2 separate regions of the Mus musculus genome follow, and region 2 is linked to region 1. A link is a contact called in public HiChIP or PLAC-seq data. All regions are on one chromosome and are shown on one strand. The core of a region is the stretch at or near the end of the contact, and the rest is flanking DNA. Distances in the headings are between cores, read along the strand shown. Region 1 overlaps Plcxd2 (phosphatidylinositol-specific phospholipase C, X domain containing 2). Region 2 holds the start of Cd96 (CD96 antigen).

Region 1 (2,700 bases), core at 33-2,532:
CATTCCTGTGCCTACACATCAGTGGAGCAGGAACGTGGCTGTGGTTAGGAGTCTGTTCCCAAGTGCCAGCAAATCACATGACTGTCATTTCACAACTGAATAATCGTGGGCTCTCCCCCTGAGCACCAGCGCCCTGAAGGCTGTCTGTACTGGCTAACTGAACAGGGATGCTACATAGCTGATTCCGAGCACTGATCAACAGCTCAAAGCCAGGGAAGATCCAGTGTGTCTTCCTACTGGGGACCAGGTAGTTTCCTTGGTAGGAAGCTAATTCCCAACTTTCAGATCCACTTGGAACATGAGAGTCTCTTGTTCACGTTGGTTCATCACCCTGGAAGAAAGCCACAAACATATATAGACAATTCAGCCTGGATTTCTGTTGTAGCTTTCCTCAGACTGGAAAACACCTGATCCAAAAGGCTCGCAGTGAGTCAGAATGCAGTCAGGAGGCCTGGAGTTGAAACCTGTAGGGTCCCTACTAATGTCATTGAATTATGTCCCCTCTCTTCAAATTAACCAGTTTTAAAATAATAATATTAAAATAATAATTCAACCAGGTTTAGTGGTGCATACCTTTAGACCTAGCACTCCAGTGGCAGAGGCAGACAGATCTTTGCGAGTTCAAGGCCACCCAGAGCTATGTACTGAGCCCCTCCCTCAAGTTAAGGTGAGTACATTTAGAGACATTGCATTTTAAAGAGAGAATTAAGTTAAAAGGCTATTACGGTGGGTTCTAATCTACTCACATTGAAGTCCAAAGGAAACTTAAACCCAGAGACAATAGAAGAGAAGCAAGACAGTGTAAGCCTGCAATCCCAGCATCCATGCAGAGGAGGGGACAGTCAAGGTCATCTTTGAAAATGTAATAAGATCTCCAAAAGCACGCAAAAGGCAAGAGACTACAGGAATATGTGTGTGCATACAGAGAAAATGACACATAGGTTGCTGAGGGGAGGGCATGAGGAGGAGGAAATCTCCTGCAATAGAGAATAAGGGCTTCAGAAAAAACCCAGCCCAATAGCATCTCAACCTTGACTTGTAGCCTCTAGAACAGGGGAAAATAACTCCAGTTCTTTGAAGTCAACAGTGTATATGCTGTTATGACAGAGTAAGTGAGCTAACACAGTCCTCTGGACAATCGGGTGTCCCTGCACATGTCCTTGAGGTCTCTGAGATGAGCTTTTCTTCACCACTTAATCTGGAAAGTATGGATTTATAGTCTGCAAAGGGTCGGGGCTGCCTCTACCTGGCAAGTATCATTCCCCCAGAATGACCAGCAGGTGGCGCAGGATCTCCAAACATAGGTTCTGGCCAGGGATCCTTTGAATCCTAAATGTTACAAGCTCACTACTACTGTGTCTTTCACGTGGGACGGATGGGAAATTTTGGCCTTTGTCTGAGAGTTCTGTGTTCTTCAACCCCGCTTCCCAACTTCACAACTTCGTTGTGTGGATATATAAGAGGTTTCCTATCCCTACTCCCCCAAATGTTTCTCTTTCGACCTCTTTACTCTTTCCTTTATGATACCTTTCCTTTGCCAAATACACGACACTGCTCTAAGCAGCCATTGCTCTGAACACTTTCCATATACTATCTTTCTGATTGATCCTGTTTCACAGGGAAGAGTAGCTGACAGACAAGGAATTGTAGTCAGTTAAGATCATCAAGCGTCCCAACTAAAAGTAGAAGGACTTTTGTACCACAACCAGCTAATACAATTTTTTTCTAAAAAAGTGATTTGATCAATAAGACTATTTCAACTCATGGCAGTGAAGTCTCTGCTGACTGAGAGAAGAGCTGAGGTCTTAACATCACTTTTTCTAGAAGACTACGAAATGAGGGTACATCAAGCTTCAGTGGAGGATAGAAATGGGGTGCGGGGAGAGCCAGAGAGTAACAGAAGAGAGGGACGGACCATGGATGTTAGCTAGAGCAAATCCAACCCAAGGGATTCCTAGACGTGCAATAATCAACTGTAGGCCAGTTTCTACCTTCCTTTGCTGGGTATTTCGTGAGCTGTGTTTACTGTTACAAGATAGCCAGTAGCCTTGATGGTTCTTCTCTTCCTCTGTGGCTCCTCACACGTAGGTCACACTGGAATGAAAGTGTTATTTACATCATGAGCTCTGAGCCTCTGACACACCGGAAGTCTTCTGTTTATCAAATAACCCCAGCAACTGTATTCAAGAGACAGCTGATTAAATATTAATCTACTAAAGAGCCATGAGCAGTACGAGGATAACTATCTCTGTGGAAAGTGAACCCTGGCCTTTTGTAAAAAAAATTAACTGGTAGTTTTTAAAAAGTAAGATAAAGGTGAATCCGCTGAAGCTTTCAGAAGGAACTGTGGAAGGAAGGAAATCTTTGTGAATTGGAAGTGAATGTGTTTCTTAAGCAAATCACAGAAATTTAAAAAAAAAAAATGATGGGGGATTGGAGGGATGGCGGGAGTTACGAGCACTCACTGGAGAGGTGGCTAAGCCGAAGACACAAGTTCAGCTCTCAGCCTATAACTTCAGCTCCAGGGGATCCAACTCCCTCTTCTAGATTCTGTGAACACCTCTGCACACACATGCACATACCACCATGAGGTCACACACACACACACACACATGCATACATACACATGTACATGCCCCCATAAGGACATAGCCACATAAATAAATCTTTTTAAAGAAAAAAGATAACAAATTGCACTCC
Region 2 (2,700 bases), core at 47-2,546, 150 kb before region 1:
GGAGGGGCTGTCACTTGGGTCTTGCCACTTCAGAATAACAGATGCATTCAACGTGTGTGGCACAGCCATCTGAGAAGTGTCTTCTCTAAGAGTCTAGATGGATCCCAAGGGAAAATTAGTAAAAATCTGATGGGTTCAGGCCACAGAAATTCCTAGGTATTAGAATCATGAACCATGAATCAAATAAATAGCTAAGACAGATTGGACCAACCGACACCCAAGTGCCTCTAATAAACCACCTTAGCAAAAGGCAGGGATTCTGTGAACAGTGAACCTCTAGTTCTGAAAAATCACACTCTCTCGTCTTAATGAGGCATTCTCCTGCTCTCTTTTTAAAAGTTTCCTCATTTTAATGCAGTAAGAGTCTAAGTACTCCAAGTAAGAATTCAGTAAATTGGGGTTTTTATTGCAGTTTTACAACAGGTGTAGTAAGAGGTGACAAAGTTCCTCTCCAAGTATATAATCTGTCTTCGTCTAATAGGGACACCAAGTCACAGATCAGAGTCTTTCTAACACATCTCCTGGAAGGCTTTATTAAGTCCCATCACTGACTTAACAGAATTCCCAGCTGCGATGAAGAAAGATGCCCTGAGCAGTTACATCACTTCCTGTCCTCCCTTCAAGGATCTGAATTGCTAACCCTCCCTGGAAAAGTCATCAGGACCACCTGACTTAACATACCCACCGACACTCTGTGTAGTTTAGTTCTTTATGGTTTTTGGATTAGCCAGATAAAGCTCTTAGACCTTCATTTAAAACGCCTCCTAGCTGTGACAGTGAGCAATTTCCCCATTTGGTCTCCAAACTGGTAAGGACAAAGGGTAGGAAAGACCCCCTAACTTCTCCCCTCCACAGAAATGTGGATTTACCTACAAGGAACTAGACAATAAATTCAGTTGGATAGCTGACATTACTCCCAGTTATTCTTCAGGGTTTATTAAAATCAAATATGTTAACCATTGTTCTTTCACCCTGGGGCTATTCAGGAAAGAAAATATATCTTATGATTGGACTGAAAAGCTATTACAAGAGGCAGCAAGCTCGTGTTTGCTAAAGGACTTTGTGCTCTTGAAAGGAAATGTATAAAAAGCACAAGGGGACTTCTCTGCACAGTTTCCTTTGTTTCGATTTTAGAAGCAGCTTGACTGACAAAGAAACTGAAGGAGAGAATCTTGGGATATGGAAGCGTCTTTTAAAGGTGAGACAGGCGCAAGGTTTCAGAGAACAGTTTCCACATTGTTCTTGTGAAGGTTATACTTAGCCCTGAACCACACTACTTTCCTGTCTGCATTTCATTTCCTGGGGACTTGCCAAGCGATCAACAGCCCCAACCCTGTGGTAGAGTTGAGGTTTTTGAGCACGAATAGGGTGGCTAGCGTTTGCTTAGCTAGAAACAGCAATCGCCTCCTGTGATCATTACAGAAATGCTGGCGTGAGCTCTTCGGGAGACAATGGGGAGAAAATGGACATATTGTGTTGTTTACACCATCATCCAGATACAGTTTTTCAGGGGTAAGACTTCCGCTCACGCTGGTCTTTTCAGATGGCTGCTTAGGGACCCTTTGCTCCTTTGAAATGCTTCAAGACTGCTGCAGGAGTCGATCACTGAAGGACAAGCTGTTGCTAAGGTTGTCAGTTAGCTGCTTAAGTGGCAGCTACGGGAAAGATGCTAGAGTCGATACAGGATTCCTAATGAGCACAAAACCTAAGGAGGAAACAAACAGCGCCATTGCTCTTGTCTCTCTTTACCATTTCTCCTCTTCAAAGAGTCTTGAATTATGGGAAAATTGTGTGTCTTGGAGAGGAAATGTTCCTGGATCATTATAAAGACAACGGCAGAAAACTAAGACACCCTATAATCATGTCCGTGGTCAGAAAGCCTTGCTCAGCTTTTAATCCTCTCTCAGGCATTTCTTTTCAAATTAACAAACAAGTGTCTCTCCTCCCTAATACTAATGTCATTAGTGGTTGGATTTATGTTAAGCCTAACTCAGTTACATACAAGGAGTACCTTGCAAAGCCAAGGGGAGCCCTTTATGACCATGGGAAATGAAACCTAAAAGGTCCATTTCAAAATGGAAGGAGGAAAGCTTAGTTCTGAACCCCGCAATACAAGATTCGTGCTGAAAACCCGAGCTATGCATGGCAATGAAGATCGCTAGAGTTTCTGAATCAAAGACACGTTGGAACTGGTGATCCAGATAGGCTCGGATGCATGTTATTGAAGGGTCACTCCTGGGGAGTTACATTCAGATGTATAACCTCTGTCTACACAAACTCTGTGCATCCACAAACGTATAATAATTCCTATCCATCAAGTGTCTTTGTTTCTTCTTAGCAGCTTGCTGTCTTTTTATCTATTCCCTTGTGAGCTCTGGGGGACTTGTCCCAGTAATGTATTACTTCTGTGATGGTAAATTTGAAAAGGGCATCTGAAGCATTTCTGAAGACATATCAAAGGCCCAGTGCTGAACAAATTTTGAGTGGTCTGTACCATGCAGTCAGGTTGCCGATGGGAGAAAGAACCTTTCATATCTAGCGTTTCATGAGCTGGTTAGAGATGATACCCTAGGGAACATTTACCTGAGGCACCTGCTCCTTTCTCCTTGGGAGATGTAACTACATGGAGATGAAGGTCCCTTCATCCTCAGAGAGAATGTCAAGTTTCTTATTCTACTCAGCCAGACTGAATGTAGGAAG

Evidence for each region. HiChIP or PLAC-seq counts read pairs in DNA pulled down with a chosen protein or histone mark.
Region 2: a contact with region 1 is called in a BATF HiChIP or PLAC-seq map of CD8 T cells, with 5 read pairs. The contact joins the promoter of Cd96 here to the enhancer-like site in region 1. A contact is called at or near these places in 2 of 39 promoter capture datasets (liver and pre-B cells), 6 of 484 Hi-C or Micro-C datasets (the HL-1 cell line, embryonic fibroblasts, forebrain and 2 more), 2 of 115 datasets of contacts at active chromatin or transcription factors (CD8 T cells and intestinal villus epithelium) and 1 of 9 other capture datasets (liver).

What each region holds. Positions count from the first base shown.
Region 1 is chr16:45,966,268-45,968,967 of GRCm38.p6, reverse strand. The region is part of intron 3 of Plcxd2 (phosphatidylinositol-specific phospholipase C, X domain containing 2); the gene reads left to right. Gm15638 (predicted gene 15638) reads right to left here. Exons shown (of 3, transcript NR_152226.1): 2 at 1,992-2,094; 3 at 1-331. Among named protein-coding and RNA genes, the nearest start is that of Gm15638, 22 kb to the right of the region's middle. Within about 2 kb of position 1,282, at least 78 of the 459 cell types and tissues checked have an H3K27ac peak or open chromatin away from gene starts, as enhancers often do. A contact at or near this core is called in CD8 T cells, the HL-1 cell line, embryonic fibroblasts and 1 more, where this site is marked.
Region 2 is chr16:46,118,844-46,121,543 of GRCm38.p6, reverse strand. Cd96 (CD96 antigen) reads left to right here and starts at 1,296. Exons shown (of 15, transcript NM_032465.2): 1 at 1,296-1,512. The coding sequence starts at 1,452.